Linked DNA regions of Mus musculus: all the other regions are linked to region 2. The links are chromatin contacts, called in public promoter capture Hi-C maps. All regions are on one chromosome and are shown on one strand. The core of a region is the stretch at or near the end of the contact, and the rest is flanking DNA. Distances in the headings are between cores, read along the strand shown. Region 1 holds the start of Irf8 (interferon regulatory factor 8). Region 2 holds the start of Galns (galactosamine (N-acetyl)-6-sulfate sulfatase). Region 3 holds the start of Cog2 (component of oligomeric golgi complex 2). Region 4 holds the start of Urb2 (URB2 ribosome biogenesis 2 homolog (S. cerevisiae)). Region 5 holds the start of Ccsap (centriole, cilia and spindle associated protein). Region 6 holds the start of Map1lc3b (microtubule-associated protein 1 light chain 3 beta). Region 7 holds the start of Emc8 (ER membrane protein complex subunit 8).

Evidence for each region. Promoter capture Hi-C pulls out the DNA fragments that hold promoters and counts their contacts.
Region 1: a promoter capture Hi-C map of liver shows a contact between it and region 2, with 3 times the contacts expected there. The contact joins the promoter of Irf8 here to the promoter of Galns in region 2. A contact is called at or near these places in 3 of 39 promoter capture datasets (the C10 cell line, liver and pre-B cells).
Region 3: a promoter capture Hi-C map of liver shows a contact between it and region 2, with 3 times the contacts expected there. The contact joins the promoter of Cog2 here to the promoter of Galns in region 2. A contact is called at or near these places in 3 of 39 promoter capture datasets (hippocampal neurons and liver).
Region 4: a contact with region 2 is called in a promoter capture Hi-C map of liver, with 4 times the contacts expected there. The contact joins the promoter of Urb2 here to the promoter of Galns in region 2. A contact is called at or near these places in 2 of 39 promoter capture datasets (both in liver) and 1 of 9 other capture datasets (pancreatic islet).
Region 5: a contact with region 2 is called in a promoter capture Hi-C map of liver, with 2.7 times the contacts expected there. The contact joins the promoter of Ccsap here to the promoter of Galns in region 2. A contact is called at or near these places in 2 of 39 promoter capture datasets (both in liver).
Region 6: a contact with region 2 is called in a promoter capture Hi-C map of pre-B cells, with 5 times the contacts expected there. The contact joins the promoter of Map1lc3b here to the promoter of Galns in region 2. A contact is called at or near these places in 2 of 39 promoter capture datasets (liver and pre-B cells).
Region 7: a promoter capture Hi-C map of liver shows a contact between it and region 2, with 3 times the contacts expected there. The contact joins the promoter of Emc8 here to the promoter of Galns in region 2. A contact is called at or near these places in 2 of 39 promoter capture datasets (liver and pre-B cells) and 1 of 115 datasets of contacts at active chromatin or transcription factors (astrocytes).

What each region holds. Positions count from the first base shown.
Region 1 is chr8:120,734,955-120,738,443 of GRCm38.p6, reverse strand. It overlaps Irf8 (interferon regulatory factor 8), which reads right to left and starts at 2,086. Exons shown (of 9, transcript NM_008320.4): 1 at 2,035-2,086.
Region 2 is chr8:122,608,975-122,612,739 of GRCm38.p6, reverse strand. Galns (galactosamine (N-acetyl)-6-sulfate sulfatase) reads left to right here and starts at 1,253. Exons shown (of 14, transcript NM_016722.4): 1 at 1,253-1,512. The coding sequence starts at 1,402. Trappc2l (trafficking protein particle complex 2-like) reads right to left here and starts at 1,114. Exons shown (of 5, transcript NM_021502.2): 1 at 1,047-1,114. The coding sequence starts at 1,079.
Region 3 is chr8:124,518,392-124,522,349 of GRCm38.p6, reverse strand. It overlaps Cog2 (component of oligomeric golgi complex 2), which reads right to left and starts at 1,583. Exons shown (of 18, transcript NM_029746.3): 1 at 1,399-1,583. The coding sequence starts at 1,470.
Region 4 is chr8:124,020,197-124,023,789 of GRCm38.p6, reverse strand. It overlaps Urb2 (URB2 ribosome biogenesis 2 homolog (S. cerevisiae)), which reads right to left and starts at 2,293. Exons shown (of 10, transcript NM_001368414.1): 1 at 2,264-2,293; 2 at 192-330. The coding sequence starts at 317. It overlaps Taf5l (TATA-box binding protein associated factor 5 like), which reads left to right and starts at 2,393. Exons shown (of 5, transcript NM_133966.3): 1 at 2,393-2,601. It overlaps Mir1967 (microRNA 1967), which reads right to left and starts at 1,149; the gene lies at 1,068-1,149.
Region 5 is chr8:123,857,299-123,861,176 of GRCm38.p6, reverse strand. Ccsap (centriole, cilia and spindle associated protein) reads left to right here and starts at 1,709. Exons shown (of 3, transcript NM_001379289.1): 1 at 1,709-2,082. The coding sequence starts at 1,767. Gm9901 (a long non-coding RNA gene) reads right to left here and starts at 1,722. Exons shown (of 2, transcript XR_388182.4): 1 at 1,543-1,722; 2 at 679-1,307.
Region 6 is chr8:121,588,689-121,592,150 of GRCm38.p6, reverse strand. It overlaps Map1lc3b (microtubule-associated protein 1 light chain 3 beta), which reads right to left and starts at 1,713. Exons shown (of 4, transcript NM_026160.5): 1 at 1,587-1,713. The coding sequence starts at 1,626.
Region 7 is chr8:120,665,647-120,669,465 of GRCm38.p6, reverse strand. Emc8 (ER membrane protein complex subunit 8) reads left to right here and starts at 1,379. Exons shown (of 5, transcript NM_010926.6): 1 at 1,379-1,709. The coding sequence starts at 1,488. Gm27021 (predicted gene, 27021) reads left to right here and starts at 1,324. Exons shown (of 4, transcript NM_001308449.1): 1 at 1,324-1,709. The coding sequence starts at 1,488. Cox4i1 (cytochrome c oxidase subunit 4I1) reads right to left here and starts at 1,241. Exons shown (of 5, transcript NM_009941.3): 1 at 1,111-1,241; 2 at 84-157. The coding sequence starts at 1,220.

The DNA of each region.
Region 1 (3,489 bases), core at 837-3,336, 1.9 Mb after region 2:
GTGCCACCTGAGGCACCTCTCAAGCAAATCATCAAGACGGCTGGGAAACCCTGACCTCAGCAGGGGCTCTTCACCTTGGGAAGCCATTGGCTCCTAAGTCTAAGGACCCTCACAAGAAAGGCAGGAAAGAAAGGTTATCTCAAGAAACCCAGTATTCTAAGACCACTGAGTTCATAAGTGACAAGTCAGAAAGGAATACCTAGGGAGAGAACTGAAATGGCATTGGGTACCCCTAAAACCAAGTAGAGTCCTGGCTCCAACAGCTTGTTCTGGAGAGGAGATAGGAGGCTCTCCTGGTTTGGTAGTGTCTTGTGTGGCCTCTAAGGATGAGGGTGGGGTGGGAGCTGGGGTCAGGGGTCCAGAGTATCTGAGGATGTGTCCATTGAAAGCCTCAACTCAGCTCCTGGAGATAGATTTGTGACCCATACCCCCATGGTCCCTGAGCCTCCTGAAATCTGAAGGGACTTCCCTGGCATGGCTGGAGTTTTTTCCAGAACAGGAATGGCACTTTCTTGTCAGGGATCCTGGGGTACCCAACACCCCAGAACTGTGAAAGACAGATGTCTTGGTGGGTGACAGAGAAAAGGGGTGTTTAAAAGGAAAGGTGAATGGCAGACCATGGAAGCTAGGAGGTTAAAATTCTCTAACCCAGCCTCTTCTACACTCGGAAGGGGGAGAGACTGGGAGGGACCACCATCCCCTGGGCAGGCACAGCACAAACTGCCAGCACCCTGCCAGTGACAGTACACACAGAAGGGATGCTTTCTTTCATTCATTCTGCAGATGAAAGAACACCTGACAGGGTCCGGCTCTCAGCACCTGGACAATCTCCTCTATTGCCTTGGAGGCCAATCTGAGGTCCTAGACAGGCATAGCCTGACTCTCTTACAACTATGGACAATTAATGGTTTATAAACACGCTCACATGATTCTAGCTTCCTCTTCTTGATTTTGAGGCAGCATTCCCTGTGGGCCCAATCCTGCCTACAGCTAACTTACATCTAGAGCAACGTGTCTTAGGTCAGGCTTCTCACAAGGCAGGGGACAGAGGCTCGCCTAACACAGCTGTCAACATCTGCACCAGCCATGTTTGGCGGGGCTCACACCACACCGTAATCCCTTTCATTCAGCCCTGGGCCACAGTCTGACCACCACTGAACGGAAATCCATCACAGACCCATCTCTTTCTGGCCCCAAGCTTCCTCAGGGACACTGAATCGGTCCCAGTTCTTCATGAAGGAGCCTGCCATAACTTAAAGGGACAAACCTAGAACTGTCACGAAACTGCTCTTATCGTTTGACTTTAAAAGAAAAAAACAGGGCCATTGAGCACCTGGGCACCCCCCAAGCTCCGCCTGAAATCCTAACACTCAGAAGAGGTAGGCGGATAACCGGGAGCTCATTGGAATGAGCCTGGGCTACAGAGTGATACCCTGTATCAGAAACAAAACAAAAACAAACAAAACAGTGATCTACCATTTTAAGATTCTAGTGAATGGTTTCTATTAGTTTCTACCCCCTGAACGCCCTTCCCGGCTGTGGGTAAGTAATCTTTCTCACCAGGGGAAAAGTCTGCCCCTATAGCCTGGGGCCAAGCTCACAGCAAATCTGGTCTTGAGAGCTGTGTGGGACCCACACGGAAGACTTTCCTTCCGGGGCCAGCTGGGCCACTGGACAATCAGAGAAGTCCAGCGCCACTGGGCAATCAGATTGCCACTAGTCAGAATCAAAGCCAGTCGGTCCCTGGGCGAGCCCAGTCGCGAGCTTTGGATAGTTCATGCATGGAAGCCGGGCTGCCGCGCGGTGATTGGCAGATCTATTTCTCTTCATTATGAAGTTGGCCATCAGGCAGATTTTAAAGGGAGAGGTGTTTGTTCATTTGGTTGGGTTTTGTTGTTGTTGTTGTTGTTGGTTGTTGTTGTTGTTTTTGGAGAGCAGCCAGAGCAAGCACCTGCTAACGTGCTGTGCACTCCGTTTGGGCGAAGGTGGGAGAGCCACAGCCCCGGCCCCCGCGCCCACCCCATCGCGTCCTACCTGCCGCCGGTTCCCACGCTGCCCGCGCCTCCGGGACCGCCCGCGGGCTCCTGGAGGCCCGTACGCGCGCGCCTGCTTTTATAGATGGGGCGGGGGAGAAGGCGGGTCCCGCGCGCAGAGCGACGGTCGCGCGAGCTAATTGAGGAGCGGGAGGGGCGCTGGCGCGGCCCAATCAGCGCAGCCTGCCAAATCCGCCTTCTCTGAAGCGCTCTCTTTCCGAGAAATCACTTTTGCACGTCCCCGACCCCGTGGAGTCCTTTTCTCTCTTTACTCCGGGGGCGGCGGGGGAGGGGGCTGCCCCAAAAATGGCCGGGGGGCTGGGGCGTCTGCCTAAGGTCAAGGAGGCTGGTGATGCACGGATCATCCTCGGGGTGTCGTTCAGGTTTGGAGAGCCTCTGTCCCGGGCACGTGTCCAGGGGCACCCTGAGTGTCAGCTGCTCAGGCTGGAGTTTCAGAGCAAAGACCAGTCCCAGAGCTGCGTGCTGGGTGACAGCCACTTGCAGCGCGCCCTCCTGGATGGAGGATGACCGCCTGAAATTGCGCAGGAAATCTGGGAAACCAGGGGAGTCGCGAGCGCTGAGGCTGGGATGCCCCCAGGAAGGCTACGCATTATCGGTTCCCTTGTGTCCCCCAGTGATGTCAGGAGCCCGGTCGAGCCTGTTCCCAACCTGAGTAGGATGTGGGAGCGGGGAGCCTTAGGTGAGGGTCGAGAGGGACTTTCGTTGCAGGCTGCCCAATTACACACCTGCGGCCACGCTTACAGGACTCTCACCCGTCTGGCTTTTAAAATACTTAGGAAAACGTTGGAGCCGCGACAAGAATTTTTGATTGGTCCACAAATACAAGAAGTATACGGCTAGGTTTCAAATAAATACGAATTCAAATAAGGATTTTCCAAACAGAACCTTCTAACTCTAGTTTATCCTGATGAGCATTGTGGTATACCTGAAAGGCACTTAAGACATTACCGGGTATTAGTTCAATGATAAATACCATCCAACAGTCAAAAGCCAAGTGGAGTTCCCTGGAGCCAAGGAATTTCAAATGAAAACTACTTTTCAAAGCTCATTTGTTTTATTACTATTATTATTGGGTTTATTGTTTGTTTTCCAAGACAGGGTTTCCCTGTAGCCCTGGCTGTCCCCGAACTAGACCAGGCTGGCCTCAAATTCACAGAGATCTGCTAGCCTCTGCCTCCCAAGGGCTGGGATTAAAGGTGTGTGCCACCATAGTCCAGCTCAAATTCTTTAATAGTAATATGGGAGTGTTTTAATAAGTGTTTGCTGTGAAGGGCAGAGTCCAGAAGTCAGACACGCTCAGATTACTACAACAGACTCCTGTGTGCATTTATACCCCTTTCATTTCCCAAATAGGCACCTTATAAGCGTATGCAGATTTTCCTACTTACAAATATCAAAGGCACAGAACAGATCCCAAATGTCCACCCAGTGTGCC
Region 2 (3,765 bases), core at 4-2,503:
CCAGAAAGGAGGAGGAAGGGAGGGTGGAAGCAGTAGAGACAAATGCACAGGGGCAGGAAGTGAGCAGAAATGACTCCGGAATGCCAACCTGAGCACAGCCTAACAACATACCCTGACACTTCTCTTCCTAGGATCACCTCTGCCTCAACCACCAGCACACTCTGTAGTGTCATCCTAACAGCAGGGGCACTAGCTATTTCTTAACGTGCCACACTAGGGTAGTGGTCTGTTCTCAGTGCTTCGAGACATTGAATGAGTCTCCAAATCAGGACCCTTCAGCATAGATACTGGACTTCCTCCTCCTGAGTTTATCAAAGCAGCAGCTGCCTATGACATGAGTTTTGGTTTTGGTGGCCTCCTGGGGGTATAACTCCCTCTTTCATACTGACAGCTTCACAGCAGTCTAATCCCTAATGGCAGATCTCAGAAAAAGCCTAATAGGGATACAGGCTTCATGCAACAGGATATTGTGGCCCTCTGGAGCTGTCTTAGCATCCATAAACAGCTTTCCGGAAAGAAATGAATATATATGTTGGCCAGCAAGATGACAGTTGGGAATAGAGGGTACAAAGGGGAGAGGGATGCTGTCTAGAGGTTTGCAGGCCTTCACGGTGGAGTAGAAGGGTGCAAAAGACATGAAGGGGACTATCCTAAGGCAAAGAAAAGCACTTGGATTCTAGGCTGACTTGAGCCGCGCCAGGCTTATATTTAAATAGCGCCGGCTGGGCAGCCAGGGGACGGTCCGGAAGGCGGGGCAGAAAGACCGGACGCGGAAGGCAGCTGAGGCCGTGAAAAGAACGCGTAGAGCGACGGGTGGCAGGCTGCAGCGACCAGCTAAGCTTCCCGGGGGATCTCAAAACCCGGAGGCGGAGGCCTGCAAACTGGCGGCGGACGGCTGTCAGCTGTCAGCGAAAGCGAGCCGGAAGGATCCTGATCATAGGGCTTGGCTGAGGCTTGGAGCTCAGAGTTGAAAAGATCAAGACCATGGCTGGAAGGAGGCCCGCCGCCCGCCGCCCGCCGCCCGCCGCCCGCAGCCTCTCACGCACCTCCTTGGCGATCACCGCGATGCACACCGCCATATTGGCAGGCTGTGCGCCACATCATGTGACCCGATGTGGAGGCAGGCCCCGCCCATTCTCCTCCCACCGAGGCTCAGAGCCCGCCTCTCTCTACCATGGCTCCGCCCAGACTCTCAGGTCCGGCCTTGGTCCCGCCCCTTTCCCGTAAGGCCCAGCCCACTCCCTTGTCACTCAGACAGCCTAGGCCCCACCTCTCCCTCTTCTTTTCTCCGTGGCCCTGCCCCTCCTCTCATTCTGCCGCCAGGGCCCGCCCTACAGTCCAAAAGGAACCGCGGCAGGCTTGGGACTGGGTCTTGACTCCTCAGCGGGAGCTTGGTTTGCTATGGCGGCCTGTACCGCAGCCCAGCAGCTGCTGCTGGTACTGAGTGCCCTAGGACTCTTGGCCGCAGGTGCTCCGCAGCCCCCCAACATCGTGCTACTGCTCATGGACGATGTAAGTGGGGCCACGCGGCGGGGGGACACGGAAGACACAGGGCAGCCACACGGCGGATGAGCAGTGACCCGAGGGAGGCCCAGAGCCCGGTGTCACATCTTTCACTGTTTCCGCAGTGGGGGTAGGTGTTCAGGGAGGCCCTTTTCTTCCTACTTCCCCTCCCGAGAGCGGGCTGACATTCTCCTCCCCTCAACAGGTGGCCCTGCCTTGGTGCCCACCTCCAGCCTGACCTCTGGGGGAACTCTGACCACAAAGTCAGGCATAGAATGTCACCTGCGAGTGCAGCCTGTGGTCATTTATGAATTCTGCCCTGGGGCATATCTCCCTCAGTGTCCCTGTCTGAGAAATCTGTCGCCCTGAAGTGACATGAAAGCTTAGAAATCAGTCATGTAGAACACTAAGTCAGATGGAACTATCCAAACAGAACTAGATGGACTGTGCCTTCCTCGCAGTCTCAGCCTGCCAGCCCCACCTCCACCCCCACCCCCCCACCCCCAGACACACACTGTGGAGTGACATCTGTTGGCTATTGTTAGAATCAGAGTCACATCCAGTTCAGGATGATTTGAAACAAATCAGAGGCTAATACCGGCCGAGGCTAATTAATAGCCAAACCAGCCCTCTGCAGGGCCTTCAGACCTGTGCTGATCCACACTTACCTCCTCAAAAAGGGGAGAGGGATGCTGTCTAGCGATCTGTGGGCCCATCAGAATGGAGAGGTGCTATATATGTAAAATAAGTTGAATTTTAGAGACTTTTAAAAAAAGATTTATTTATTATTATAGATAAGTACACTGTCGCTGTCTTCAGACACACCAGAAGAGGGTGTCAGATCTCATTATGAGTGGATGTGAGCCACCATGTGGTTGTTGGGATTTGAACTCGTCAGTGCTCTTACCTTCTGAGCCATCTCGCCATTCCAATTTTAGAGACTTAATAGGAGAAAAAGAAAGTAAACATCCCACTTGATAAACATTAGCTTAGTAGTTTTTTATTACTAAGAAAAATACAGATCTAAAAAGTCCTGTACATAAGTCCCACCACCCAGAAGCCACTGCAGGAAACCCCTTCCAGCTTCCCGTTCTTTGTGGATGCTGACTGTTCACACAATGGATGTCTGGCTTCTCTGGCTCCTGTCCTGGTCACTAATAGCAGACTTTGCACAGTAATGAGCAGTACTGAAGATCTATATATAGAGAGAGATTTCATACATATATAGTGCCTTTCAGTATTAAGTCGTTTTAGGGCCAAATCGCACTGGCTCGGTTTGTTTGTTTCCACTGGTTTGATCCAGAAGTACTGACTACAGGCTCGTCTGTCAGTTTTCTGCTCTTTTCCAAATGACAGCCTGTGAGGAGAGGTCTTCTCTGACACTCCCTTGAGACTCCTGAAGAACGTTGAACTGATAGACTTTGGGTAACTGAGTTAAGTAAATGTGCTCTTAGCTTTCATTTTGGCGTCCTTACTTTTTGTGTTTTGTTTGCTTGCTCTCTTGCTTGCTTTTTTGAAATAGGGTCTTGCTAAGTAGTGTTGGCTGGCCTGAAACTCACTCTGTAGCCCTGGCTGGCCTCAAACTCAATGCAATCCTCCTGCCTCCACCTCCCCAGTGCTGGGATTGCAAGCATGAGCCACCAAACCTAAAGACTTACCTAACTGCTTTTCTGATGTGGTGACTAGGAAATAAAGTCACATGGAAGGTCACAGTGCATTTCCGTTGGGCAGCTCCAGCTGAGTAGAGAGGTTTTTAGGTAATGGAATGTGACAAGCAATGACCAACGGTTTACCTGAAGGTGGTTGACTAGGAACCACCACCACCTACCTTCTGGATACCCGGGGGCTGTGACAGGAGGGTTCTTTGGAGTTGAATCCCAGAACATTGTACAAAACCCGGGTCTTGTCACGTAGAGACTTTTGATACAAATAACGGGAAAGGAACTCAATTAACTTCAGCAGCACTGGGAATCCCTGGCTTGACCAAGTAGACAACAGGGCACTCTGGCTTAAAGCAGGTAGCTTCAGGCTTCCCCTTTCATAAAGCTGCTGCTGTCTGTAAGCTGGCCCCTGGGAGCCCTGTGTCAGCCTCATGCCAGCCGCAGGCAACTCCCAGCTCACCTACTGTCAGCAACCTTAGTGGGACAATGGCTTTTGCTGACTTGGGCCTACTTCTAGGCCAAGCATGGGGAAGGGGTAGAGAATCTTCCGGACTGTCCAACAGGGAAGCTAAGTCCATCTCTTGAAAGGACACCTAGGTAG
Region 3 (3,958 bases), core at 334-2,833, 1.9 Mb before region 2:
TGGCACACTCAGAGAGCTGACTGCATCAAAGAGCGTGGAGCAGTCCGGCCATTCCGTCCCAGGTTTGCTGATGTTGTCTCACTAACTACTCACATTGTGTGCCATCTCCTCACAGGCATCGCATCCAACAGAGGTATCACCTCAGTGTGAGTGAGGGAGACACAGGCAATGCCCAACCCTGAGGCAATGGCCCAGAACAGCTGCTGGCACAAGGCCTGCAGGAGGCCTGAGTTAAATGGTGAACAGTGAACACAGTAAGTTTTCTCACCTAAAGTAAAAACAGGCCACGATCCCCGGGCAAGCTTTCTTCCTCCAGACTCTTGTCCCTGTCATGTACCTTTGGCTCTTTTTTTTTAACCCTCTTTCCAAGGTATCCATAAGTCACAGGATGTAACAGGGGCTTTCTGAATCATTATTTCAAGCATCCCATTTGAACCTCATTTATTGGAGATGGCTCAGCAGTTAAGAGTGCTTACTACTTTAACAGAGGACCAGGGTTTGGCTCCCAGCACCCACAGGGCAGCTCACAAGCACCTGTAACTCCAGTTCTAGGGAACCCCACAGTCTTCTGGCCTCTGAGGGCTTCTGCACACACTGTGCACATAAACTCAGGAAGGCAGACACATACACACAAAAAAGCCTTTCACACATGGAAACCTACGTGGGCACAGTACAGAAGTCACATATAAATTAAAATCCAAACACCAAAACCTCAGCGCTTTCTTTGGCCATGTCAACTAAATGCAAATACCAGAACAGAGATAGGCCAATTAAGTCAGAGGGAAAAATTCGATTGTGAAAGGGGAGCAGGGTGCACACATGCAAACACAACACACACACACATACACACACACTCTATACAGTAAGACTTGGACTCGTTTGCTTAGTATTTTATGTGCCAAAGAGACAGAAAGAAATTCCTAACCTCGGAACCAGCTTTGAAATGGTCCCTCAAATCGCAACTATTAAATGGCACAAACTTTTAGCTCACAGTTGCCATTTCTGCCCTTAAGACAGGAGGATCGAGACCCGTCCGGGCTACAACTCAAAACCCTCCCTGTCTCGAGAAAGAAAGCGGGTGTAAATATGTTTGGGGTTGTTTTAAGTGACAACAGCGGAGAGGTACAACTAACAGGCTCAAAGCCTGCGCCGTTCGGAGGCTGTGCCTGCTCGGTGAAATGTTATCAGCCAAGTGTTTTCGGTTTAGATTTGTAAGCAGGGCCGCTGGGTTGCAGCGTGGCGAGGCTGTCAGGTTCCCACTTCTTAATGTCAGAGCGTTTTCAGCCTGGACACCCCTGCCACCTTCCATCCCACGTCCCTGACACCCGCCGGAGCCTCTGGGAACCACCGGGCCTCAGCGTCCGGCCAACTCAGCGGCGATCTGCCGGGTGCCCTCACCTTCATGAACTCGTCCTTATCGAAGCACAGCGTGTCCGGCCCCGTAGGCAGGTTCATCCTGCGTTTCTCCATCACGCCGGCCGCCGCCCCTCAAGGCCAAGACCGCAGGGGACGCGGCAGCCCAGCCCACCCCCAGCGTCCCAGCTCCACTTCCGCTTCCGCCAGTATGGCAGCAGCGAGCGACAGCCAATAGACGAGCGTCGCGGGCGGCTGCGCACTGTTGGTGATAAGAGCGGCGCCCTCGAGCCGGAAGCTCCCAGCCTGGCGCTACTGCCTCCGGGAGTCGAGCGTGGTACTGCAGCCTCACGCATGCACCGAGGCAGCTGGCCTGGGAGAAAAGTCAAGAACCAGGACAGCCTTGTTCTTTTCTCCTGGTGAGGAGAGAAAACGTCACTGCCCTTAAAGATGGTCAGAGGAAAGTGATCCCTTTGTATTTCAGTTTAGACCAAACAGGACACCATCCCTCTAACTGAATGTTGGGGTAAAATTCAGAGACCCTATCGCCTGAGCATGTGCTGGATAGGCTGGACTGCAGCCGATGTCCCTAACATGTTGGTTTGTGTGTAGCAAAGAAGTCTTGCTTTCTTGTTAATATTTTATTCTTATTACCAAATCTTTCACCCTCACAAGTTTAGGCAACGTGAACTCGCCATACGCTGACCATGCTCTAGTAACCCCCAGCCTGTCTCCAGGTCCTCTTTACCCAGGCTACCACCACCATCATAGCTGTCATGGGAAGATATTGTTAGAACACTTCACCAACACCTTATTTAGCGATTCCTCCTGTAAAAGATCAAACAAAGCCCTTCTTGCCAACTCAAAGTATTATCCTCGAACCTAACAAAGCGAACAGTTCTCTGCTGTTATTATTAGTCTGAGAGATGTGGCATTCAGCCTCTCGCTATAATTTCAGAGTGGCAAATTGGAGGTACCAAGGGAGGGACCCGAGGTGCTCGCCAAGAGAGAAACAAAGACTCCTGGGAAACCTGCCTGATTCCTAGAAGCTTGGGGCTAGAACTTGCTGTTCCCTTCTGATATTTTCCTCCATCCTTTATCAAAGAACCTGACTGTGTTCAGCCTAGTGTGCTAACCCTGGAATTGCTGCAAAGATTCAGTGGTGTACTGGCTGGCTTTGCGTGTCAAATTGACACAAGCTAGAGTCATCAGAGAGAAGAGAGTCTCAGCTGAGGAAATGCCTCCATGAGATCCAGCTGTAAGGCATTTTCTCAATTAGTGCTCTGTGAGGGAGGACCCAGCCCACTGTGGGTGGGGCCATCCCTGAGCTGGTGGTCCTGGGTTCATTAAGAAATCAGGCTGAGCAAGCCATGGGAAGCAAGCTAACAAGCAGCACCCTCCATGGTTTCTGTATCAGCTCCTGTTCTAGGTTCCTGCCCTGCTTGAGTTGCTGTCCTGACTTCCTCCAATGATGAACTGTGATCTGAAAGTGTAAGCCAGATAAACCTTTTCCTCCTCAACTTGCTTTTTGATCATTGTGTTTTGTTGAAGCCATAGAAACCCTAACTAAGACATGGTGTTTTGTTGCAGCCATAGTTAGCCTGGTACCCTAACTGAGACAAATTGGTACCGGGAATGGGGTATTGCTGTGACAGACCTGACTTCAGTGATGTTTTGGGGAGGATTGTGGGAGGACTTTGGAACTTTGTGCTAGAAGAATCATTGAATATTAAGAGCTCAGTGGAATGTTCTGTAGACGCTTGGAAGATAAGAATGGTGAAAGCAGGCAGAAGATGGAGGGGTCTGGCTGGTGAAGTTTCAGAAGGAAGTTTAAAGACTATCAGGGCTGTTGGCGACTTTGATTTAAGTCTATGGTTCTGGTTAGCTAGGGCTGAAGAATCAGCTATGATTAATAAGATACCAGAACTACCGAAGTGAAACCTTTCTGACTGGGACTATTGATGCTGGTTATCTGGAGTTAAGAAATCAGTGATGATTAAGAAGAGACCAGTATCCCTGAGGTGAAAGTTTTTGGGAAGCATTTTCTGAGAGCACAGAGAAGCTGTGTTCTAGAGGTGGCCAAGGTCGTACCGTACCTCATGCTGGCAGTTGGATTTGGTAATGTATAGGAGTCACTCAGGTGGTACTGGTTTTAAAGACATGAAGGGGTCATGGAGAGCAGCTGAGGCTTAGCATTGTGAGAGGCCAGGAGAGGCCATTATTGAAGGTGTAGCATCAGTGGCAGTTGAAGTTGAGACTTGGAACCATGAGGTACCAACAGGTTATTGGTCAAAATACAGCCCAGTTATAGCAGAGACCCCAGCATTTTGGAGATGCCAGTACCATGGAAGGACAACCAAGAACAGCAGCAGCAGTGGAGTGGAGCCAGCCAAAACCTACAAGACAGTGTGTGTGTGTGTGTGTGTGTGTGTGTGTGTGTGTGTGTGTTACAGAGGACAGAGCTGGAGGAGCTAACCAAGCCACTTGGGGGAGTCCAGAAAATCGTGATTGGATCCCAGACATGGTACAATTGGAGTTTAATTTTGCTTTGTTTTGATTATGACTGATTTTTTCCCCTTGAAGTAAGAAAGTGTTTTACTGGAGA
Region 4 (3,593 bases), core at 1,044-3,543, 1.4 Mb before region 2:
CTCAGACTAGCACTTTCCAACTTCTCAACTTCCCGCCTAGCAATCCAAAAGCCCCACTGCTTCTTCACTGACAGTGACTGCAAATCAAGTTTTCTCCCCAACATGTCTTCTAATCTTTTAAATGTTAATATCCAAGCTGTACATGAAATTATTTTAGATCATAAAACGTACAAGTTCTACGTTAAACTTACTTGTTCTTTATTTGGTAGAAAGCACTGATGGGAAATCCAAGCAAAGTGAGCTAATTTTAGTTTATCTTCCCAGGAAGTTGTCTTGCTTTTAAGTTTAAAGGAAATACCAGAATAAACAGCAGCCATTGCTACACGTCTTCTACAATTAAAAAAGGAAAATAGTATTATAATAAGGCCTAACTGAACAGACACCAGAAAATGGACAGTATCTTTTAAAAAGAAAATTTTTTATGTATATGTGCCTGAGTATATGCACTCAGGAGTCCAAGAAGGTCAAAGAGGGCATTAGAGTCTTGGAGACTAGAGTACAGATAGTCATGAGTTAGGCGCCATGGAGGTACTGGGAACTGAGCCCAGGTCCTCTCTGAGAGCAGCTGTACTCCTAACTTTGAGCCACCTCTCCAACCCCTCCCTATATACCTTATTGGGTACAATTAGGAAGCAGAGGCCAGCCTAGGATACATGGTAAGATGTTGTGTCAAATATATAGTTAATTTGAAACTGGCTTTCATCAAAAGCAGGTAGACAATAGATTATAAGTACTCCTGCTGTGATCACACTTAGAGAATACAGGAATTCAATAAGGAGAAATCAAAGTGTGTAAATCACTCACAGGATGACAGTCACCATTCATGATTTAAGATCGAAAGAGATGGTTTAGCACAGCTTCAAAACTGTGTTGTGTAACAGGAGTAGCACTATTAAATAAGCAAAAAAGCAAGCAATACAGTACTTGAAGAAAATAATGCTTCTTGAAGTGAAAAAGAAATTAGGTGATGTGGCTGAGGAAACGGCTCAGCAGTAAAGAACACTTGTGACTCCTGTAGAGAGCCCGAGTCCAGTTCCTAGCACCCACAACGATCTGTAAGTCAATTTCCAGGGAATTCTGCATCTTCTCCCCAGGATCCTCATGAATGTCAGACAAAAGGAGCAAAGAGAGAAAGAAACAGAATTCAGGCATTAATTTCAATAAAAATGCTCTTACTTCTACTGTAACAGTAACTCGTCACACACAGCTACAGTAGACAAAAACCATATACAATCTTTAAAATCCCAAGTAACAAAGGAAAGGATACATTAACAACCTACACTTGCTATGAAACCCAGCTAAACCTTTTGAGTTTTTAAAAGTCATAAAGTTTGTTTCCATTATGGTAAACAACTTAGCTTAAACCCTGACAGAACATTCACCACGCTGCTGTGTTGAGGCAAGAGACTGTGCACTTTGGAAAGCTTACTACAGGCCTTCAGAACTGAGAGGCCTCCCTTCCTGTCCTCGCCCTCTGACTACCTCGGGAAGGGTTTAGGGCAGGGTTTTTCCACCTGCGGGTCACACGCCCACAAGATTGCAAACCAGGTATTTATTCACATTATGCTTCCAACAGTAGGAAAATTGCAATTATAATATAGCAACAAAATAACTTCATGGCGGGGGGGGGGGGGGCGTGTCACCACAACATGAACAAAGGGTTGCAGGATTAGGAAGGTTGAGAATCAATGTTCTAGGGGGCTGGAAAGATGACTCCGTGGTTAGGATTACTTACTGCTGTTCCAGAGAACCCAGGTTCGAGTCCCAATATCCCACATCTTGGCTCACAACCACCACTCCAGTTCTAGAGGAACGCCCCTCTTTTATCCTCTGCGGGTGTACATAAAACACCCATACAAATAAAAAGTTTGGTTTTGGTGGTGGTGGTGGTGGTGGTGGTGGTGGTGGTGGTGGTGGTGGAGGAGGAGGAGGAGGAGGAGGTGGTGGTTCTAGTTTATCATGATACCTTCAAATCCTACTACCTGGATCGGGGCTCCCTCGAGTCCGAGCTCCGTGTAGGAGATCGGGGTGCTCTCTAACGTGGGTCTCCCTCAGATCAAGGTTCTCTCAAGTGGAGCTCCTTCAGTTCGGGGTAAAGCAGTTCAGAACCTCAAGCAGGGTTCCATAGCGGGAACTCCCTCGGGCAGAGGCTCCTCCGATCCCGGCTCTCCAGCCGGTTCCCTCCTGTTAGGACTGGTGTCCGCATCCGCCAAACTGGCGCCTCGGCGCAGAGGAAACCCAAACTCTCCAACCGTCCGCTCACCTGGGACCTCCACGGCGGCGAGCCACATGTGAGGGAGGCGCTTCCGGCAGACGTTGACGCCAACGGCTCGGGGCGGGGAGGGGCGTCACGCAGACATCGCTAGAGGAGCGCCGAGCGCGCCCTGGCCGCGGCGGCGTCGCGCGTCCGCGGCCTAGCCCGGCGTGCCCGCTCCGTCAGGCGGTCATGGGGCGGCCACCGAGAACCGCGAGCGCGGGAGGACGTAGGGCGCGGGGACCCGGCTAGCCGGTCGTCGTACGGAGTCCTACGGCGGGCAACCGATACGGAAGCAGCCGGTGCCGGGGCGGCGGCGGGGCAGCGGGAGCCGCCTGGGATGTTCAGTGAGTGCGGGCGGGGCGCGGGACAGGGCGGGGGGGGGGAGGGGACGCGGGGGAGGGGCCTCGGGCGGGAGAGCGCGCGCGCGCGCGCCCGCCCCTGCGCAGTCCCGGCCCTGCTCGCGCGCGCGCGGGTCCGAGCGACCCCGCACGTGGCGGCCCCGGCTGCACGCGCCCGGAGACCCCGCGGCCCCGCCGGGCGCCCTCGCGCGGAGCCAACTGCGAGCTCACGAGGGCGCTCGGCGGAAGTGGGCAGCGGACGGAGGGCTCGCGGCTGCCGCGGGGAGACGCGGCCCCGCGGACCTCGCAGGCGCTGTGGCTCCGGCGTCGAGAGGTGAGTTTTCCCCTTCGCCGGGACCGGCAGGTGGAGGATAGCCTCGGGGCTCTGCCGGGAGTCCCGTCCAGTCCGACCCGCCCTATTAGAAAGTGAAGTAGGAAGGGAGTCTGCCTTTCTCCAGGTTACAGACTTTTTGGCTGTAACCTGGGGCTGAGTGTCACGGATGGAGTTGGTGACCGCAGAGACTTAGAGTTGCAAGCCGTGTAGCAGGCGAGCTTGCTGCCTCGGTTTCTTCTCCTGTAAAATGGGAGGGTAATTTAAGCCCAGACTCTGCTGGTAGTGGTGGCGCACTCCGTAATCCCCACACTCTGTAGGCTGAGGCAGAAAGATTGCTGCGAATTGTTGGCCATCCTGGTGTACGAAGTGAGTTCTGCACCAGTCTAAACCACAGAGTGAGACTTGGTCTAAATACACGTGCATACACACACACATACACATATGAGAGCCTTGTTTTATGAACTATAAAGCGAATATTAAATCAGAAAACCCAAAATGTCAGTTTGTGCCTTCAGTATTTGCCATCAGTAATAAATAAATTTGGTTCGTGTGTTTTGGGACAGTCTTCCAACTGTGAGATTTGTGTGTACTTCTGTCACTGAAGAGAGGCAAAAACCTCTTCTGACTACTTAGTAACTGGTTATTCTTTTTGTTACTCTGTCAC
Region 5 (3,878 bases), core at 460-2,959, 1.2 Mb before region 2:
TGAGACAAGGCCTTATGCAGCCTCAGAGACTGCAGAAGTACTAGGATTACTGGTGTGCCTCCATGTCTAGTCTCTAAATGTTTATAAACTTTTGATTGCTAAAGCCAAAGATCAACCTGGCCAGCTTCAATAGAAGGGAACGCAGTGAGGAGGTCCCGAGGTTTGTTGACGGGGAGGGGAAGGGGCCTGGCCTCTGTGGGAATCTCAGCAGCGGCTGTGGTCATTTCTGTCTCCTCCAGAAACAGTACCATCAGACTAATCAGTTCAGGTTCTCAGAGCAGCCACCTAGGCTGTGAACACCCTTCAGCCTTAGCGTCCTATGTTCAGAACGGGTCCAGGCAGGTGTAGACACATGGGAATAGTTCAACTGAACTGCAGAAATCCCAAAGTGATCTGCTTCCTGGAAACATCCCGCTGGGACCTACTTTTTTTTCTTCCTTCCTTCCTTCCTTCCTTCCTTCCTTCCTTCCTCCTTCCTTCCTTCTTTTTCTTTCTTTCTTTTTTTTTTTAGTGTGATCCTTCCTGGATGCCTGTCCTTTCAAATCTTTCTGCAGCGATTGCATCAATGCTTCCTTTTACAAAAGCCATCTGTAGAGCAGGATTGCAACAGTAACAACCCTGCGACCCTGTCCATTAGAGCCCAAGCCAAACATTTGCACCAGGTCCTTGAGCAGGCCCTAGGCTTTATTTTATTTTATTTATTTATTTTTACAAAAGTTGGCCTCTAGTAAGTTATAAAAGGCAAGGGCAGGTGAGGCGGCTCATACCTGCTAATTCCAGCACTTGTGAGGTTGGCGGAGAAGGATCAGGAGTTCAAGACCAGCTTGGGCTCTGGAATGAGTTCTAGACCAGCCTTGGTAACATGAGATTTGTCTCAAAAAGGGGGCAGAGGAGGGAAATGTATTAAAATAGCAACATCAACAACATCATTAACAACAACAATAAAAAAATCACTAAGGCCTGAGAACCCGGGCGTTGTGAAAAGAGGAAGGAATCGGGACACAGGATTTGGTCCTCGGCTAGGTGTTGGTTGCTCAGGTTGCATCTAGAGCTGAAGCCTCCTCGCGAGGCCCCCAGTAGCGAGTGGGCGAACGAGCTGGGGGTTCACAGCAGCGCCCCAGGCGCGGGCGCAGGAGCGGGCGGGGGCCCGGCGGGCGCGCGGGGAGGTGCAGGCTTCAGGCTAGGGCGGCGCCTTCGTCTCCGGCTGCTGTAGGACCGCGGAGCCACCGCTCCATCGGCGACATCTTGGTGGAGGACGCGCAAGGAGAAACGCTGTTCGCGCTATAGCTGCTGCGCCACGATCTCAGCTGACCTCCGGAGAGCGGAGGATAGAACAGGCAGGAGGTAAGGACGCTGCTCCTAGAGTCCCCGACTCCTCGCCCAGGAGGGTGTCTGGGGACCTAAGATCCCCTGTCCCGTCACCTTGAGTCCGGTGGTCTCCACCTCTACCGAGTGGAGCAGACCCCTGGTGACCACCTATCATTCCATCTAGATAGGTCGCGTCGCCTGGAATCCCTCCTGAAACCCCGCCCCCGCTATTACCTGAACTAGGGGCCTTCCCAGCCCGGAACTCCGCCCCCGCTAGGAACGCCCTCTCCCAGAAACACCCGTCACAGACCCGCCCCCTCTCCGCCCCTCCTTGCCCCAGCCTCCGCCCTCCAGTCCGGGCGGGGCTCCGGGTTTGAACCGCGCGGCGGGCCGCGCCTCTGAGTCCGTCGCACCCGTAGGCGGCAGCGCGGAGCAGGCAGTCGGCGGCGCGCGGCACCATGTCCCCGGGCAGCGGGGTGAAGAGCGAGTATATGAAGCGCTATCGGGAGCCGCGCTGGGACGAATACGCGCCGTGCTACCGCGAGCTGCTGCGCTACCGCCTGGGCCGCCGGCTGCTGGAGCAAGCGCACGCGCCCTGGCTCTGGGACGCCTGGGGCCCGGACAGCCCCTCGGACAGCTCGGCTTCACCCAGTCCGGCCCCCAGGGGCGCGTTAGGGGAGCCCTCGGCGCCCTCCGCGCGGGAGGAGGAGCAGCCGGTGGGGGAGCGCGGCGCGGAGCTGCGGGACGCGGAGGAGCAGGACACAGTGTTACCAGGTACGGGCACAGCGCGTTGCTCCGTTCTCAGCGCTTCCTGTTTTGGTTTAATTGGGGTTGACAGAATCCGCTTGCTGAACTAAGCGGGGAAGGTGCGGGCCGCATTTCCACCTTCCCACCCCAGGTTTCCCTAATTTGGTGACTCTTGGCGGAGCCCTTTATGACCTCCAACTCATATGACCCTGGTTGGGGTCCTTGGTCGCAGGCAGTGGCCCGCTCAGTGAGCCCTCGATCCACCAGATGGCGGATCTGTTTGTTTCTGCGCATCCTGTTTGGCGAGAGGAGCTTTTCATTCCAAAGATGACCGACTGAAGTTAAGAACGCCCGAGCTGTCATAATGGGGTCATGGTTGTCAGTGTGAACGCCTTGAAGGCCTGGTCTCGCTGTCTCTGAAGAATGGTATGCGTTTGTTTGTGGACGAACCCCTCTTTGTATACGCTGTGAGCCACTTTCCCGCCGTTGCGGAGTGGGGCTGTCAGCAGAGAGCCCTGGGGTTTGCCTGGACTCAGGGCAGTACTTCAGTACAACTGTAGATCACTATGGTTGCCAGCCACCTCTCTGAACTCTTCTGAGAGTCCAGTGGTGAAAAAGTTATTTCTCAGTGACTGGTCTAGGAATATGTATTTTCTCATTCGACCTTCAAAGTCATATGATGGGCCCTTTGTTTTTAATCTCAGTTTTGTAAACAAAGCCATGGGAGCTTGGGATCCATGGTCGGAGTCTGAAAGGGTCGGATTTCCCTGCTCTTGGTTACTATGTTTGCCTATTCTCAGTTCTTGCATGGCTGGGCCGCCTTGTGTCATCTGGTCGCTTATGACGACCATTCTGATGCTTCAGTGATGTGGTTAGAAATTAGGGAAAGTGGCAGAAGGTGGTGGGGGCGGTGAGCATGTCTCCCAGGTATTAATATGAAAACTGAGCCCTTGCTAACTGTGAGGTTTTTTTTTATTGGGACGAGCAAACCTGCTTTTCCTTTCCCACTGTGGTTTGAAGAGGTTACCTGCTATCTATCTGTGTGTTCCATATGAAAACCTGACAGCACTTTAGTGGGCTTCGTGCCGAGTTCATGATTATTTGGGTTTCCATGGAGATACAGAGCCCTCCCCAAAGATTTGCAAAATTCCTGCTAAAATTTTTGGTGTGTAGGCATTAGGGAAAATAGATGTGTCCCGCTTTCGGGATTCTCCATCCGCAGCTCTTTTGCTGGCTCCTGCGGGCCAGTGTCAATGTGAGAAATGTTCCTGACAGATGCATTATAATGCTAGACTGGTGAGCCACTGATTCACATTGCTCTAAAATACATTTGCCTTATTTTCACTGAAAGGGTTTTTGTTTGTTTGTTTTGTTTTGTTTTTCAAGTCTTTGTTTTTCAGAGTTTCTCTGTGTAGATGTGACAGTTCTGGAACTCACTGTGTACACTAGGCTGGCCCTGAACTGGTCCACCTGCCATTGCCTCTTGAGGGCTGAGATTCAGTGTGTGCCACCACTGCCCAGGTGCAAGGACTTTCACATGAGGAATCTTGTGTCTCCATGAAACGAATGACATGGTGCTCCCCCTCCCCCCAGCAGCTGTCTACTTGTTAGGTAACCTGCTTCCCGCTCCTCTGCTTTTTCCATTTTCCTTTTTGGGGTACTGAAGATTGAATTCAAGACGTTGGGTATGCTAGGCAAATGCTCTCCCACTGAACCCCATTCCCAGCTCCCTTTGTATCTTTTGTTTTGAGACAGGGTCTCAAACAAAACTAAGCCACACTCTTAAGCCACAATCTTGAATTTCCTCTGTAGCCCAGGCTGGC
Region 6 (3,462 bases), core at 464-2,963, 1.0 Mb after region 2:
GTTAAAGCTGGTAAGAGGAGACTTGCAGGGTCCACCACAACTATAAAGGGAAAGTCAGGAATAGTTGTCTTTACTAAAGCAAACAAGGGTCCAAACTGAAGGCCTAGAGGATCTGCCCAGCCCTGGCTGGCTGTAGGGCCAGGGAACTAGGAGGCAACCTGCAAGAGCTGAGACACTTTTTAAGCAGACAGCTGTGCAGAGGCCAATAGCCTGTACTGAAGCCACCTAGGTGTGTAGTTGAGAGGGAGGGTCTCGCTGCATCATCTCCAAGGCTGGGACTAAAGGCGTGGATCACCACCCCTGGCAGCAGCAATGCCTTCACAGGGATGGGAATTCTCCCCGGGGCTATTTATTTAGGCTGAGCAAACAAGCTTTCCTGCGGATACACACCCAGTAACCTGGAGTTTAGGACCGTTTTGGGGGTGGGGAAGCAAACACTGGATCACCCCAGAAAAACTCAGTGGAACCACTTGAGAAGCCTGAAATCACGTGATCAGTTCTAAACTTGGGAAATTGGGCGCGTCCTTCTAAGAATCTGCAAGCCTACACGGGCCTCCTGGCTGCCAGTCTCCTTCCTTACAGCACTGGGGATGATCGCTGCTTACTGGAAGTGTAAGAATTTATAACAGAAAGCTAATGGGACTCTGCCACTAGGCGGACCCTGAGCTTCACCGCCCTAAGCCCCACCCAGGTGCTTCAGCTACAAAGGGTCGGTTTGGGGTGAGCCCTACCTAAATCCATCCACCTTGTAAACATTCCCGCAGTCTGGATAGTGGAAACTCTAGAGCTCCAACCTAAATCCCTCCAAACTCACTGGAAAGGAGCAAGACCGGTCCTGGCCTCCTCAAAGGGGCCGCTTTGAACATCTGTGTGGGGAACCTCTCAACTGTCAGTGCCCACCAGTTTAGGTCCAATAAAGTCAAAAAGCAAAGGAAAGCCGCAGCAATCGGATGCCCGCGCTTTCTTCAGAATAGCTGGGTTAGGGAGAGAGGGAAGGCAATCTAGAGAAAAACAATCGCAAGCCAGATGGAGCTTCGGAGAGATTACCCCCGGCCACTCTGGGGACCCGCGTCAGAGCTAATGTTTGTGCACGGCTCATTTTCCCCAACCCACACTCCTTTCTTGAGGGCTGTTCCAGAATAACTTAAGATCAGTACAAGCAAACAAAACAAAACAGCTGTTAAGTTTCCGTTATGAGACAAAGGCCACCCCCCCCTCCACACACACACATATGCCCAAGACGACTTCGGGTGCAAAGGCGGCTGGGTGCTGCTCCGAGGCTTGCGGGGCGCCCGGACCTGGGGCCCACGAAGGACACAGCCAAGCGCGCAGAGCCTGCGGTACCCTACGCCACCGGGGTCGGGCCTCCAGTCCCGCAGGGGACGCCGAGCCCATCGGCGACCGACGGCCAAGGCGACGCTGAGCACCCGAGCTACCCCGGAGACCGAACCCCCCCGAGACCAATATCCCACTGGCTGCGTCGCTCCGGGCCCCGCCGGGTCTCGGCCCCGCAAGACACCACCGGCGTCCGGGCATTCAGCGCTCCCGGCACCCGGATCTCCCATCCCCGGGCCCGCGGGGCTCACCAAAGCTCCGGCGCTGCTTGAAGGTCTTCTCGGACGGCATGGCGCGCGGGGGTCCCGAGCCAGACGATCTGACTCCGGCGACGATCACTTCCCTTGTGTGTGTCTCAGTCCGCAGCCGAGTCAGGTGACTCGCGGCGCGTCACCGAGGGTGGGGCCGAGGGCGGCCCCCGAGAGCGGCCATGACAGGCGTGGCGGAAGCTCGGCGGCGCGCAAGCGTGCACGCGCCCAAGCCATGCGCCTGCGCCTACGCCAGCTACGCTGGGCGCTCGCTGGGCACACGCTGGGCGAGCATCTGTTAACTGTCTGCGTGGGTCGGGCGCTGGTGCGATGGAGTCCTGCAGACTTCATTCCCCTTCAGTCCTTGCATGATCCAGCTGGTGGTCCAATGTCCGCTCCCTTGCCGCTGTATTTGATATTCCTAAATTCTACCCACCCCCAACCCAAATAACAAAAAACTGACTTGTGGTCTTGCCTGCTAAATCTTTACGATTATGGAGACGTCTGGAGACTTATGGTTGGATCTGATCTTGTGGCTCTTCCCCTGCGAGTCTTGTGCTGCCATAAACACAAGTATTTACTCCTAAGTCGAAGTCGCAGAGAAGCAAGGTCTTAGGGACTACAGACTTGTCACTGGAGGGCAAGATCAATGACTTGTTCCAGCAAAAAGAAAGACGATGACAACACCTGCTGTGCAACCTGTCCACTCTCTCTTCCCATAAAAGCCCTTTTATGTGTCTGAGCTTGCTGAGCATGGAATTTGAGGGGCATGGCTCACCTATCTTTCCAGGGTGCTAGCCCATGTGTGCCCTCATTTCCTTACTACCACCTATCACGTTTTTTGTTTTTTTAGATTTTTTTGGTTGGTGAGCAATCAGACTGTGTCCAGGAACTGCAGCAGAGGCCTGATCCCGACAGGATCCACCTTGGAAAGCCACAGAGCACAGTTCTGTCCCAAGAGCTTTATCTCAGCTGTCCCTTCTCAGACAGATCCTTCTACCTCAGGTGACCCCAGGGTGGCTTTATCACAGGCATGTCCTCACTTTGACTCCTGCTGAGCCTGGGCCTGATTACAGGCTAGGACAGGTTTCAGTCTCCTCAGGCCAGGCCAATGGTCAGTCAGCCACGGTTTAGCACTTTCTCTGGGCCTCAAGCTACTTCCTATCTTCAGTTTGTAGGAGCAGGTGACAGACAGGTCTAGAGTGTGGAGCAGCCACCTCACCCCCATCCCACCCCCAGTGATGCCACATCTGAGCCAGCCTTGTGACCCTGCAGACCTACCACCTGACACTGTACTATCCCTACAGCCCAGACTTCCTCCTTTAAATGGAAATAACCTTCTTCAAGTGCTGTTTGTCCAAGGGATCTTCTACATCTCTGTGACCGGGAAAAGCTGAAAACACATTATGGAGTGAAATCCTGAGGGCTGGTTACTTTCCTTTGTTTGCTTGCTTTGCATTGTTAATTGCCCGAACTTTGTTGTTTTGTATGAAGCTTCTGGTCTGAGGTGCAAGAGACCAGGCTAAAAGTCAAAATGGAAGCCAGATCTGGTGTCCCAAGGCATGTCATCCTAGCACACTGGAGACTGAAGCAGGCTTATCAGAAGTTCAAGGCCAAGTGGGACTCGGTGCCTAGGCCTTTATCTCAGTGTCCAGAAGGGAGATGCAGTCTGGTTTCTGTGAGTCTGAAATAGCCTGTTCTACACAACAAATTCCTACATTGTGAGAACCTGTCTCACAAGGAGAAGAAGGGTGGCACGCATGGGACTGGTGAGATGGTCCGGTGGTTAAGAACACTGGCTGCCAGAGAAACCCTGTCTTGAAAAACCAAAAAAAAAAAAAAAAAAACAAAACAAAAAAACCAACCACCACTGGCTGCT
Region 7 (3,819 bases), core at 130-2,629, 1.9 Mb after region 2:
GAGCCATGCAGAGAAACCCTGTCATGAAAAACCAAAGGGAGGAGAAAGAAAAGGGCAGGGAAGGGAGTGAAAGTCCTGCTCACCATGTGCTCGAAGGCACACCGAAGTAGAAATGGCTCTCTTGCCAATCAGGCTCAGCGCTCTGGAAGCCAACATTCTGAAAGACAAAAAAAAACCCTTATACCTCTTAACAATGACAGCAAACACCTTTTAGCCAAAGTCTTTTTGCGGCAAAACATTAAGGAAGTAAATGCAACTTATCCCCCGAAATGTTAAATGTTTTTTTTTTTTTTTTTTGGTAATGATTTCATCAACTTTTTAAGGCACGGACTGGCCTGAAAGCTTCCACTATTACCTTCCTCTACCTCGTAAGAGCCGGCATTACAGGCCAGAGGCATGCCCCCAGGATCCGGTTTTTATTACTGATGCGAAGGCACAGGGTGAACTTCCTTACATCAAGCCAAGGGCTGTAATATACATGGCTTTGGCCAATGACTATAAATCCGGCTTCTTAAAAAATTAACTAGAAAGACAAAAATGACTGAAACTGCTAGAACTAGATATATAGATAGATAGATAGATAGATAGATAGATAGCACGGTAGCACACCTCCTGCGACTGAGTTTTATTTTAAAAATTGACTTGTACAGAGACTGCGAAGGGCAAGCGGGAGGAGGCCGCCCAGGCTCAGGCCCTGGCCCGCTTCCCGTTCCTGCGTCCCGCAGGCGACCTGGATGACCCTGTCACCCGCCCCAGCGACCCGAGCCCCACGCCTCACTGTAGCACAACCCCTGAGATTCGATCCCCGAGAAAGAACGTCCGAGCCCGGGAAAAAAAAAATCAACGCCCGGGGCGGCAGAAACCGTAGCGTGACGTCAGGGCTCAGGTCGCTGTCCCTCGGGCCTGGCACAGCGGGAACGCCCGGTGCCCGGCAGGCCGGAGCGGGGACCCGAGACAACAGACCCGCTCGGGGAAGCGGGCGCCCCAAGGTCACCGAGCCGCTCAAGTCCCGGGTCCGGGGGCGTCTCGGAGGCACCGCTCCCGGCCCCGGCGCTCCAGGTCCTCGGGCCCCCGACCGTGCCACCCTCACCCGCCGTCCAAGGCCGTCACCTGCCACCGCTGCCCAGGCGACCGCCGCGACCGCCCTCTACACCCTGGGGTGCTCGCGACCGGAAGAACGGGGCCCGCAACCGGAAGACCAAGACGGAGCCGCGAAGCATCGCGGGAATCAGGGAAGCCCCGCCCCAAGCCCGTCCGTTTCAGAGCGCGGGGCGGGGCGGGGCGGGGCGGCGCGGCTCGGGGCAGGGCGGGGCAGGACGAGGCGGGGCGGGGCGGTAACTGTCGCGAAAGGCCGAGCGGGTAGCAGCTGCTTTCCGGCAGACGTTTTCCGGCCGACCGGCTGAGGCGGGAGGCCGCGGCCGGAGGTGCGAGAGCGTCACGGCGTGCAGCGGAGGGTCGTGGCGGAGGACCGCGGTGCGTGGGTCGCGATGCCCGGCGTGAAGCTGACTACGCAGGCCTACTGCAAGATGGTGCTCCACGGCGCCAAGTACCCGCACTGCGCCGTCAACGGGCTCCTGGTGGCCGAGAGGCAGAGGCCGCGCAAGGAGCATCCTCCCGGAGCGGGCAGCCACACGCTCTTCGTGGACTGCATCCCGCTCTTCCACGGCACGCTGGCTCTGACGCCCATGCTGGAGGTGGCGCTCACCCTGGTAAGCTCGCGGTCGAGGCCGCGGCGCGGGGTTCCGGGCCGGGCGGAGTCGGGCGCCCTTCGCGGGACGCTGCGGCTGCTCCCGGGGAGCTCTCGAGGTTTTGTAAGATGACCGAGAAACTCGAATGTGTGGTGGACGTCCTTAAAACCAGCACTCGAGATGGGGAGGCAAGAGTTCGAGGCCAGCCTGGTCTACATTAGTGAGATCTGGGATAGGTAACGTTTAAAGTTTAAACTTAATGTGTTTGTGAGGCCACAAAGAAAAAAATGCCTATAGCATGTAAATCTCTAGTTTTACAGAGGTTTTTTTGTTTGTTTGTTTGTTTTTGTATTTTGTGGGTCCACTTGCCGATTTTTTTGCCCCAGACTTGCTGTTTTAGCAAGATTATAGGTTATAATACGGACTGCTGTTTCTGCGCTTGTAATCAAACTCGGTTTCTCTGCTTAAGAGACATTTGCAAGACCCGGAATTCTAACTCTGCGGTTTGCCTTTATAAAGCCCTGGACTGATATGGTCAGGCGCTGCTTACTACATCTTGGAAGCGCTCTCAGGTGCAGTCCTGACGCACCTGAGAAACAGATCAGACCCGTAACCACCCAGTCTCCCCACAGCCTCATTTACATCTCAGAATGAGCTCTGAAGTTAAAAATCTGAGCTGGCCTAGGAGGGAATGCTAATCCTGTCTCCCCCTCTCCCACCAAAATGACTGCATTGAATCGGAGACTTGCTTTGAATGTAGCCCCCCATGCTAGCCTGGCACTCCCAGCACTTCCTGCTCTAGATTCCTGAGAACTGGGATTACCGACGCGACTCGCATTCCTTGATTTCTGTTTCTTTTGTTTTCTGGGGGAGAGGGTTAGGGTTTCACTCTTGTGGCCTTGCCGAGTTTGGGACTCTTCTGTAGACCAGGCTGGCGTCCTACACACAGACCAGCCTGCCTCCATCTCCTGAGGCTAGGTCTAAAGGTGTGCACTACCACCACACCTTGCTCATCCATTATTTAATTTACATTAAAACACCAGAGGTAATTTCCAGCAAACTACAAGAGCCTACAGGCAAATCGGCACGTTTACTGGGCACATTTTGAATGTTTTTTAGATTCTTTCTGAGCAGGAGGAAGGTTTGCAGATGATACTTCGTTCCAGAAGAGAAGCGTGCTTTTAGTGCCTAAAGTGTCTCTTGAGAGTTCCTGTGGGTGATTCTGGCCACCGTCTAAGTTGTTCTGTTAGCAAGGGAGTTGCACCTGGCTGGGCCCTGCCTTCCACAGTAGGGCAGGCTTCTCAGGTTCTCTCCTGACTTGGTGGGGTGGATTGAACCCAGGGCTCAGTTAGACTTGGATTTGTAGAGGTCTGGCAAGCTCTGTGCTGAAGAGCTCCTAGCACCAGCTGATGGAGGAGCTGGAGAGATGGCTCAGTGGTTGGAGCACTGGTTGCTCTCCTAGAGGAACAGTCCTAACTAGGTCAGACACCTATAACCACCACTAACTCTGTCTCCAGACTCCCTCTTACGGCTTCTTGTGTGTACTGCACTCATGCCCATACTTATAGACCTGAACTTAAAACTAAAACAAGGGCCAAGGCAAAGTGGCCTTAAAGTTCAAGGCCATCCTGTTCCACACAGCTAGTTCCAGGACAGCCAGTGCTAATGACACCCTGTCTTGAAAAAAAAACAAAAAAAAAAACAAAAAAACCCACAAGGTAGTTTTTGTGTTTGGTTGGTTGGTTGGTTTTTCCCCTCCTTAAGAAAATTAGCTGGTCAAAGTTGGAGGGTTAGGATGGTCAGGGCATTCAAGTGTCAGGCCAGCCCAGCATCCCAGGCCATGTGACCTGCCTCAGGGCCTCCACATCTGAGACGGTCTGGCAGTTGACTGTCTTGGACTTTGTGCACCAGATGCTGTGACCACTCTCTTCCAATGCTGCCCTCCACTGTGTCCCTTTAACAGTGTGGAAACACTGAGTCCCCAGTGCTCAGTTTAACAGTTCTCAGGCCTGAGCTCCATTGTGATGAATTCCGATGCCTGTGGAGTGTCTCCCTCAGGCTCTTGTTGAACTTGTCCCTTCATCACCTGCCAGTCTCAGATGAGCTGCCTCCTGCAGCAGGTTGCAGGCTC